3 separate regions of the Sus scrofa genome follow, and regions 1 and 2 are each linked to region 3. Evidence: chromatin contacts called from public Hi-C and HiChIP or PLAC-seq data. All regions are on one chromosome and are shown on one strand. Each heading gives the region's core, a stretch centred on a gene start, on an enhancer-like site or on the middle of the called end of the contact. The rest is flanking DNA. Distances are from core to core; before and after follow the strand shown.

Region 1 (2,874 bases), core at 126-2,625, 130 kb after region 3:
GAAGTCCCAGCACACAGATCGCAGCCTCCCTCCTTCACCCAAAGACAGCTGTGCATGCTGCTGTCTCATGGGCAAGGTGCTTGCTGCCAGCAGTGATTTGGGCAGTATTTCTTACTCCAGATAGAAACCCCACTGGGATGAGAGCATGGAAAGGGAAAACTTATTTTCACCCTTTATCTGGGAAGAAAAATGTGTGTCCCCTTCTTAAACAAGAAGCAAATGAGCCTGCTAATACCAAATTATCATGATGGAATCTTCCCCCCTCTTAGATCTCATTTGTTGTTTCCTCATATAAGTGCATAATTATGTATTTAATTTCACCCTTGTTCCTGGCACTGTGCTGTGTGCTGAGGCTGCAAAGATGACTAAAACCCCGTCCTCCTCATGGAGGACAGGGTACATATGAGTGTAGACTTCAAATATTTCAAATGTGGTCATAATAGGAGTTTCCATTGCAGCTCAGGGGGTTAAGAATCTGACTAGTATCCATGAGGACATGGGTTTGATCCCTGGCCTCACTCAGTGGGTTAAGGATCTGACATTGCTGTGGCTACGATGTAGGTTGGCAGCTGTAGCTCCAATTTGACTCCTTCCTGGGAACTTCCATATGCTGCACATTTGGCTCTAAAAAGCAAAAAAAAAAAAAAAAAAAAAAAAGTATTCATAATAAGAGCTAATATTTATCAAGTGCCTAAACTGTGCCAGTCACTGATTCAAGGGCTTTATTAATGCATTATCTCATTTAATTGTCGATAAGCGCTCTTATTAGACCCATTTCGCAGGGCAGAAAACTGAGGTTCCGCACTTAGTAACTCAGCCAAATTCCTATCATCAGTAAATGACAGTGCCAAGTTCAAACCTTGGCCTGACCTCACCACTATTCTATGATAATACTGACAGCAAAGGACATTTGAGAGGGCAGGAAGAGAAGTCAAGTGATGTTTGACCCAGTTGTAGTCCTAGCGACGTTTTGTGCCCTGTGAGGTCTGTGAGGTTGCATATTGCTCTTGAAGTTAGAATCACAGTTTCCCTCCACCAAGAGGAAATCTCTGGTGGGTTTACCAGTTTGGCTTTACTTCACTCTAGATATGTTGAACTGTGTAGGCTTCCAGCAGCTCTCTAGAACTTGAAATGCAATATGTTATATGTTGCTTTATGTTGTTATATGTTATATGTTCCCTGGAAGAAAGGAACCAAGATTAGCAGTGTGAGGATCTAGAAGATTCCTCCTAAGGGGAAAGCAAATGTTTCTCTGTAATCTTGCTTCATAATACAACAAATTGGCAAGTGATCCCCTTGTGGAAAGCCCCTTTAAGAGCCCCTTGAGGAAAGCCAAGATGGGTGTTCCTCTCTCCACCCCAGATCAAGGGCTGATCTCCCCACGTTCCCTCCAGCTCCGACTTCTAGAAGCCTCTAAGCTGATAGGGTTAGCTCAATAAGTGACCTAAGGACAAATTTGGCCAGAAAACTCCAAACCATATATGGGAAGAAAAGTACAGAAGCAGAGCAGGGTTGAAAATAGAGAAAATACTTTTCTTCATTTCAGTGGTAATTTCTCATGGTCAAAGTTTTTTTTTAAAAAAAGTCAAGATTAAGGGGCATAGATTAACCCTTGTATCAGTACATTTTTCTTTCCAGATTCCCTGAGCTGCATGCGAAGGTCTAAGGTTGATGGATATTTGAAAACCTTGCCTGTGAAGTGGCATCTGCTTTTAAGAGCTGAGGAGGAAGCACCTCCCTGGTTGAAGGTTAGACATATGACTTGTAGCCATCTCATCAAAAATAGCCCACTGGGAAGAAAAAAAAAAATAGCCCATTGGAGTAAACTATGTGTCCTTCGTACACAGTGAGTTAATTTTGATAGACTTTTTTTTTTAAGTGATGATAGCCATTGCTTCCTTGGCACAGGGTAGAAGGATGATGAGAAATATTGTGCTAAATAAACACAGAACATTCTCTTCTCTTACCAAGTAAAGTATCAGGAGACACAAGCAGTCCAGTCGGGCTTGCGTCGTCATGGTTTTCTTTATTCAAACTCCTGTGAATAAACCAGAGATAACTTATTTCCCAGGCTGTTAAAACCACGTCTTTCCAAGCAGAAAGGATCATTGGACGAAATTCAGGTATAAGCCTGGTATAACGGCATCCTCTGTGGAACAGCCTGGTCATCTAGAAGCTTAATGATACCTTATCCACAGCCATCACAAGTCAACATCCTGAAATGAACTTGTGGCAATTCCATTTCTTTAATAACTGCTTTACTTTATTATAGTCTTCTCCATTTAAGAGTCTTAAATGATTGGCAGTAAGTGTAATTTTCACTCATTATATGGATGATGGAGATAAGTTTTGGCCCATGCCAAAATAAGCAGATACTAAAATTTGAGTGGTTCTGTTTCAAAGCTGCAAATTTACGAGATTCTTCAAGCAGGAAAAACTCAAGAAGGTTCACAATCCTTCATTCAAACACCTCTCCACCTCTTTGCTCTTCAAAACCTTGTTGCTAACTATGCACTAAATCAGAGGGGAAAATGTACTTCTTATTACTCCAGAAGCAACCCAGTAAGAATACAAACTCTGGGAGTTCCGGGTGTGGCTCAGCAGTAATAACCTGACGAGTATCCATGAGGACGCAGGTTTGATCCCTGGCCTCGCTCAGTGGGTAAAGGATCTGGCGTTGCTGTGAGCTGTGGTGTTAAGTTGTAGATGTGGCTCAGATCCCATGCTGCTGTGGCTGTCGTGCAGGCTGGCAGCTGCAGCTCTGATTCAACCCCTAGCCTGGGAATTTCCATATGCTGTGGTGCAGCCCTAAAAAGACCAAAAAAAAAAAAAAAAAAAAAGAATCTAAATCTAAACTCTGCCCCTCTTCTCTTC
Region 2 (3,038 bases), core at 219-2,718, 200 kb after region 3:
AGACCCAAGTAACCCTAACACAAGGGACACCAATGAAGCAGTCCCCAAAGCCAAAAGGCTTTCAACTGAACACACGCGCACACACACACAGTCAGTTACCAGCTCCTCAGGCAGATTGTCATTTGCAAAGAGAAAACAGTACCGTGATCATTGCCCACTGCCCTGAGGCTTCCTCCATCCTCAAGGAAGCCTTGGGATTTCCCACTCCGAGCTGGCACAGAGGCAGCCAGAAGGAACCAATGGCCTCCAGAGATGGCTTGAAAAGCAACAAGTTAATGCAGCTGGGGACCAGCTGGCCAGGTTAGCTGCTCTTGTCTAAACATGGCTCTTAACTGTACTAGCATCCAGACGGCTTTTATGCCTCAGTGGAAAACACGTGACAATGACATCACCCCCCCTGGCTGGACTGGACAAGCACTCATTGGAACTTCCATGTTTAGTAAAGTTGCCCTGATGCTCCCTAGCTCCCTGAATAAGCTACTATTTGAGAGGGAGAGAATTTCTGTTTGAGGTTTGTGCCTCAGCTCTGCCCTCCTGCCCACAGATATTACGTTCAAAACATCCCAGCCCCAGCCCTGTGCCTTGTCCTTCTGGCAGAGAAATGACCTGCTCACGTTCAGACCTGTCAAAATTGCAGAGAAAATGTTTCACTCTTATTAAACCACATCCACTCAGAGAGTTCTTTAACTCAACTCAGATTTCCTCCTTCTGGAAGCAAATGAGAAGGTCAAAGACTCTCCCAAAAGACATTCAACAACTTTGCTACAACTTTCCCTTCTCAAGACTCCCTCCCTCCCTGCAGGGAGGTCTGTAGTACCAGGTTCCCTGAGATAAAGTGGAAGCATTCTCATTTTAACCAGCAAGATCTACTAACAAGGGGGAGACATGCACAGACAGCCCCTTTCTCACACTCGCCCCCACTCTCCACACCCCAAGGCGTCGATGATCTAACCACGATGACCATGACCGGTCGGTTTTTTAATCTTACAAGCAGCGCCTCCGTTGGCCGGCTTGAATTCAAACCACAGGAGCCGAAGTATCACTGTGGGCGCCCTCTGGCCACAGACGGTCGGAGGAGGTGACCTCAGTCAGCTCCTACTGAACTGAACTAAGAAACCCGCTAATGACAAATGGCATCCTTTGCACCTGAAACTCTGGCCCTGACCGGAAAACCACAGCGCAGACAGCAGGTTCCAAAGTCTCTTTTCTCAAGTTAGAAAGTTCTGCGGGCTGGGAACGCCCACCCCTTTCCCAACCACCCGCCTCACTCCGAAGTCGGGAGCACCCACCACCACCCCCATCAACAACCCCCCCGCCCCGACCACCTGACTTACTTGGTGGGAGTCGTCGGAGGGTCGATGTGCGCTGTGATGCCCTGGCGCCGCGCGGGATGCTCGCGCGCTACCACGTTCCGTGCCTCCGCCGGTGCCCGCCGCTCGCAGTCGCCGCGGCCCCGCGGTTTATAACCAGCCCCGCCAACCCGCGCCGGGGCTTTTCCGTGACGTCAGCGCCCCCGCTGGGAGGGGGCGGCTCTGCAGCAAACCCCGAGTTGCAGCCACTTCACTAAATCAGTAACTCGCAGTCATATGACCCCTTTTAAAAAATAACGACAGTTCAATCCCGGGCGCCTTTATTTTATTTTCTTTTTACCAGCTGGGCACAGGAAGATGGGAAAATACACCAAGTGCCACTTAATCGCGCCGCCCAGCAAAACACTTGCGAACTGTCCGGATAAAGGATGGAGAAAGAGGCAGGTTTGAATTGGATGCCCAGTTTCAGGAAAAACAAAAATAAAGCAGGGATCAGGGTGAGGCTGCAGCAGCGCTGAGTGGCCAGGGCTTGTGTTAGCTGCATCTTTTGCAAGGAAAACAGCCTTCTGCCTGCTCCTGTCACCTTCTCTCTGGAAGAGGGAGGAGGGAGAGCCCCATACTGCTTTGTTTCCCTTCTCTGACAGGGATTCAGAGAGAAGGAGCCAGAGGGAGATGAGGAAAGAACAGGTCTTGAAAAATAACTTCATTATGGATCCAAGCAGATTGTGCTAAATGTTGCTGGCCCTCCTGCTCTGGGCGGGGATGCTGAGACTCCTCGATCAGGGAATTTAATCAGCATCCCAATTGGCAACATCTCTGTTCGAGGCTGCCTGGCATGCCTGGCCCTGGGCATGGAGCCAGTGCCTCGGGTCATGGGAGGAGTCTTGAGCCAAACTTTGGGGCCCAAGTCCCCCAAATGACTCCAGATAATAATAATAACAGCCACTTCTACTACCATTTACTGAGTACCTCTGTGTTCCTATACTCAGCAGGTACTGTTAGGCATCTGCAGTACCTTGAACTTTACTACAATTCTGCAAGGTGAATATACTGCTATTCCCACTCTAGGGAGGAGCAAAAGGACCAAAAAACCAGTGAGCTTGCCCAAGGTCACACAGCTCATAAAAGTAGCAGCATCAGGATTCAAAGCTTGGCGTGCCCGGCTCTTGGCACTGCACCACCAGCAGAAGGGTTTCAATGACCTCTTTCTGGGGACGTGGGCATTTCCCAGATGCTGTGTTTGGCGATGACACTGGTCTTTCCAACCCATCCATCCACCTTTCCAGCCAGCTTCATCTCTGGGTTGGCTGGTGGCTCTGGAAGAGAGCCAGAGGTACCAGCATCTATTTGAGTGGCTGGACTCTGCTGTGAATAGGGTCCATTCTCCATTCTCCTGCAGCACTTATCTGCTCTGGGGCTAATCCAAATGACCAGCTGCGGAGACATGCCAGACCCCAAGCTGGCAACAGTGGAATCCACAGAGGAATGAACACTTAGAGCTCTTTTAATCTCAGGTGCCCTGACCCCAGCCTCCGATTTATTTTATGCATGAGGAAGTGGATACCCAGAGGGGTAGCTACCACTCCGTTAGTCATTGGCAGAGCTGGAAGCAGACCCTGGGTGTCATAATTTCCTGAATGGTGCCCTTCCATTTCCATCCTGTTTTCCTTCTGGGCTTGGGAGGGGACAGCTACAGATGTGTGGATTGGGTTGGGGAGGGACAGAGAG
Region 3 (2,839 bases), core at 84-2,583:
GGTGTCCTAGAATCTGAACAACAGATGAGCAGCTCCCAGGGAGTGAGGAAGGGAGTAAGCAGAGAGGCTTTCCCTATGGGATAAAAGGAGTAAAAACAGTCTATCCTGCCCTAGGGAACTACAGCCCTGTGGTTTCTCCTCCGCTTAACTTACTGTGGGAAATAAATCCCCTTTGTTGTTTTTGATTAATTGATGTATTTTGGGCAGGGTGAGCTCAAGTACCCTAAATTGTGGGGATTTTATGTTGTGTGTTGGGAATTATTAAGCAATAGATGTAAAAATTTTCCCATATCAAAAGTTTGGGCATAGTTCCAGGAGCAGAACTTTCCATAGCAAAACATCATCTGTTTTCAAATTACTCTAGGGGTCAAAGGAAATGCTTGTGGAAGACACTTAGGACCTAAATCAGTCTCACAGGTCAGGCTGGCCACTCGCCTAGGCCTTCACCGGGTGGCATGGGCCAGCCTGTGCCTGCGAGCAGTCAGGCAGGCAGGTTTATATAAAAGGCCCTAGGAATAACACTGTATTATGGTTTTTGTTTTATTTTTTATTACAATGTGAAGCTAGAAGTTCTACTTTGGCCCAGTTCTCTGTATTGTCACAAATCACTAATACTCAAAGTTTGAGATCGTTTATTCAGAATAGCTGGGATCTTAAGTCGTTGTGCCCTGGATTCCGGCAAAGAAAAATATCTCAGGTACATAAGAAAAGTCATAAATGTCATATATAAAAGTTTACGAATTTTATTATTGTCCTACTTTTCTTTTTTGGCAAAATTACGCCTTTTAAAATTCAGTTCACATTAGTCACTGGCCACCCGCGGCAGGTCGTTGGTTTCCATAGTGCCGGCGACTGGCTGGGGAGCTGCAGGGTAATTATTTTGTCACAGGAAGTGCTCATTCCAACACGACATTCTCTCAAACATTGAGGCAGCCCCAGTGTTTCAAAAGATAAATTTTGAGGACCTTGGCGTGAATCTGCACTCTTCTGAATGCCCTAACTTCCTGTCTGGTTTTATGTCTGCTCATTTGCGACGATTCCGTAAAGGGAGCCGAGACACAGAGGATGTGCGGGGGTTTCAGTCCGATGTCCATATTCTGGTTTTGAAAATGATTCAAACGTACCAAACCCCGAAGCAGCCTGCCACTGAAGGCTTTCACCGATGACTGCACAGCCTGGCAGGCTAGGCGGCCCTGGGCAAAGGCCAGCGAGCAGGAGGTCGGAGCTAACAGAGTCCCTGATCCTTATTCATTAAGCAGTGGTGTGTGCAGAACTTTGTACCGGGATCGGAAGTAAATGCCCCCAAAACGCTGAGCCAGCCTTGCAGTCGCGAACCTGCATTAAGCCTGCAAGGTGCGATGAGCTTGCAGGAGGGATGTCTCCAGCCAGGGACGCACCACTAAACCATAGGGGATGGAGTCTAAGGAAGGCTCCTATATTTAGAGAAGGGTTGTGTTTTGTTTTGTTTTGTTTTGTTCTCTCAAGTGGAGAAGACTCCAGATCAGGGTGGAGATGCCCTCTGAATTTCCTTTCTCCCGATTTTGTTTGGAATTCTCTAGGAATTTAGGCGGACTGGTATCCTCTCTACCCCTGTCCAGGACTCTGGCGGGGTCGCTGCCTCTGACTCACATTGAGTGAGGCTGAGAAGCCATCAGCCCCAGACTTAACCTTTCACAGACTTGGAAACTAGCCCAGGGAGGAGGAGGTCAATCCGCTGACAGAGTGGATTTGGATTCAGCTCACTGTTCGCTCCAAAGGAGCTTTTATTTTTGACTCCTTCCCCACTGCCCTTCCTCCTACCCCAGGCTTCTAGAAGATGATCCGTGTCACTTCCAAAATGTTTTCCCTCTGGAAGAGAAAAAGTTGCCCTTACTGAGGCACAGGATCAGAGGTGGGACAAAACTGAGCTCCTGCTGGAAGCCAGATAGGAAGTCATAGCTTTTTCAGGCATTTCTCTGAGTAAAGCCAAGAAACCCCAAAAGACAAGAGGAGGTTCTGGAGTCATTTTGAATAGTTTCCAGGAATCACAGTCAAAGTCCTGGTGTCTGAGACTGACCCTCTTCTACGTGTTTGGGACCCTGAGATGAGGCAGGCCCTGTCCTCAAGATCTAAGAGTCTAGGGAGTTCCCGTCGTGGCTCAGCGGTTAATGAATCAGACTAGGAACCATGAGGTTGCGGGTTCAATCCCTGGCCTCCTTCAGTGGGTTAAGGATCCCATGTTGCCATGAGCTGTGGTGTAGGTCGCAGACGCAGCTCGGATCTGGCGTTGCTGTGGCTCTGGTGTAGGTAGGCAGCTGCAGCTCCAATTAGACCCCTAGCCTGGGAACCTCCATATTCCACGGGTGTGGCCCTAGAAAAAGACAAAAAAAAAAAAAGGAGTTAAGAGTGTAGTGTAGAAGGCAGAAAAGGAGACCAGATCTAATGACAGCCCTGCTGCTGCAAGAGAGCATGCGCAGCACTTCAGGAGATGGGGGAGGTGGAAGGGGCACCTTTCTCAGTCCTCTGGGGTATCAGGTAATAGAGGTTCCTGCAAAGCCTGTGGCATTGCCATGAGTTGTGGTGTAGGTCACACCCACACGGCTAGGATCCTGTGTTGCTTTGGCTGTGGTGTAGGATAGGAGCTATAGCTCCATTTCTACCCCTAGCTTGGGAACTTCCATATGCCACCAGTGAGACCCTGAAAAGCAAAACAAAATACAAAAACAAGAAACTCACCACAGACTTTTTTTTTCTTTTTTTCTTTTTTTAGGTCCACATCTGTGGCATATGGAAGTTCCCAGGCTAGGGTTGGAATTGGAGATATAGCTGCAGGTCTATGCCACAGCCCAGCAACCCCAGA

The links. A called contact is a pair of places that touch in the nucleus more often than the background predicts. HiChIP or PLAC-seq counts read pairs in DNA pulled down with a chosen protein or histone mark.
Region 1: a contact with region 3 is called in a Hi-C map of subcutaneous adipose tissue, with 1.9 times the contacts expected there. The contact joins two enhancer-like sites. A contact is called at or near these places in 5 of 47 Hi-C or Micro-C datasets (embryonic fibroblasts, heart right ventricle, liver and 1 more) and 1 of 2 datasets of contacts at active chromatin or transcription factors (skeletal muscle).
Region 2: an H3K27ac HiChIP or PLAC-seq map of skeletal muscle shows a contact between it and region 3, with 11 times the contacts expected there. The contact joins the promoter of GEM here to the enhancer-like site in region 3. A contact is called at or near these places in 9 of 47 Hi-C or Micro-C datasets (embryonic fibroblasts, fetal heart ventricle, fetal skeletal muscle and 4 more) and 1 of 2 datasets of contacts at active chromatin or transcription factors (skeletal muscle).

The regions. Positions count from the first base shown.
Region 1 is chr4:42,526,217-42,529,090 of Sscrofa11.1, reverse strand. CDH17 (cadherin-17) reads right to left here. Exons shown (of 18, transcript XM_013996607.2): 2 at 1,968-2,038. The coding sequence starts at 2,018. Among named protein-coding and RNA genes, the nearest start is that of CDH17, 19 kb to the right of the region's middle. Within about 2 kb of position 1,375, at least 11 of the 83 cell types and tissues checked have an H3K27ac peak or open chromatin away from gene starts, as enhancers often do. A contact at or near this core is called in subcutaneous adipose tissue, where this site is marked.
Region 2 is chr4:42,457,021-42,460,058 of Sscrofa11.1, reverse strand. GEM (GTP-binding protein GEM) reads right to left here and starts at 1,468. Exons shown (of 5, transcript XM_001926976.7): 1 at 1,335-1,468.
Region 3 is chr4:42,655,640-42,658,478 of Sscrofa11.1, reverse strand. No RefSeq gene overlaps it. Among named protein-coding and RNA genes, the nearest start is that of PDP1, 120 kb to the left of the region's middle. Within about 2 kb of position 1,333, at least 47 of the 83 cell types and tissues checked have an H3K27ac peak or open chromatin away from gene starts, as enhancers often do. A contact at or near this core is called in embryonic fibroblasts, fetal skeletal muscle, retroperitoneal adipose tissue and 2 more, where this site is marked.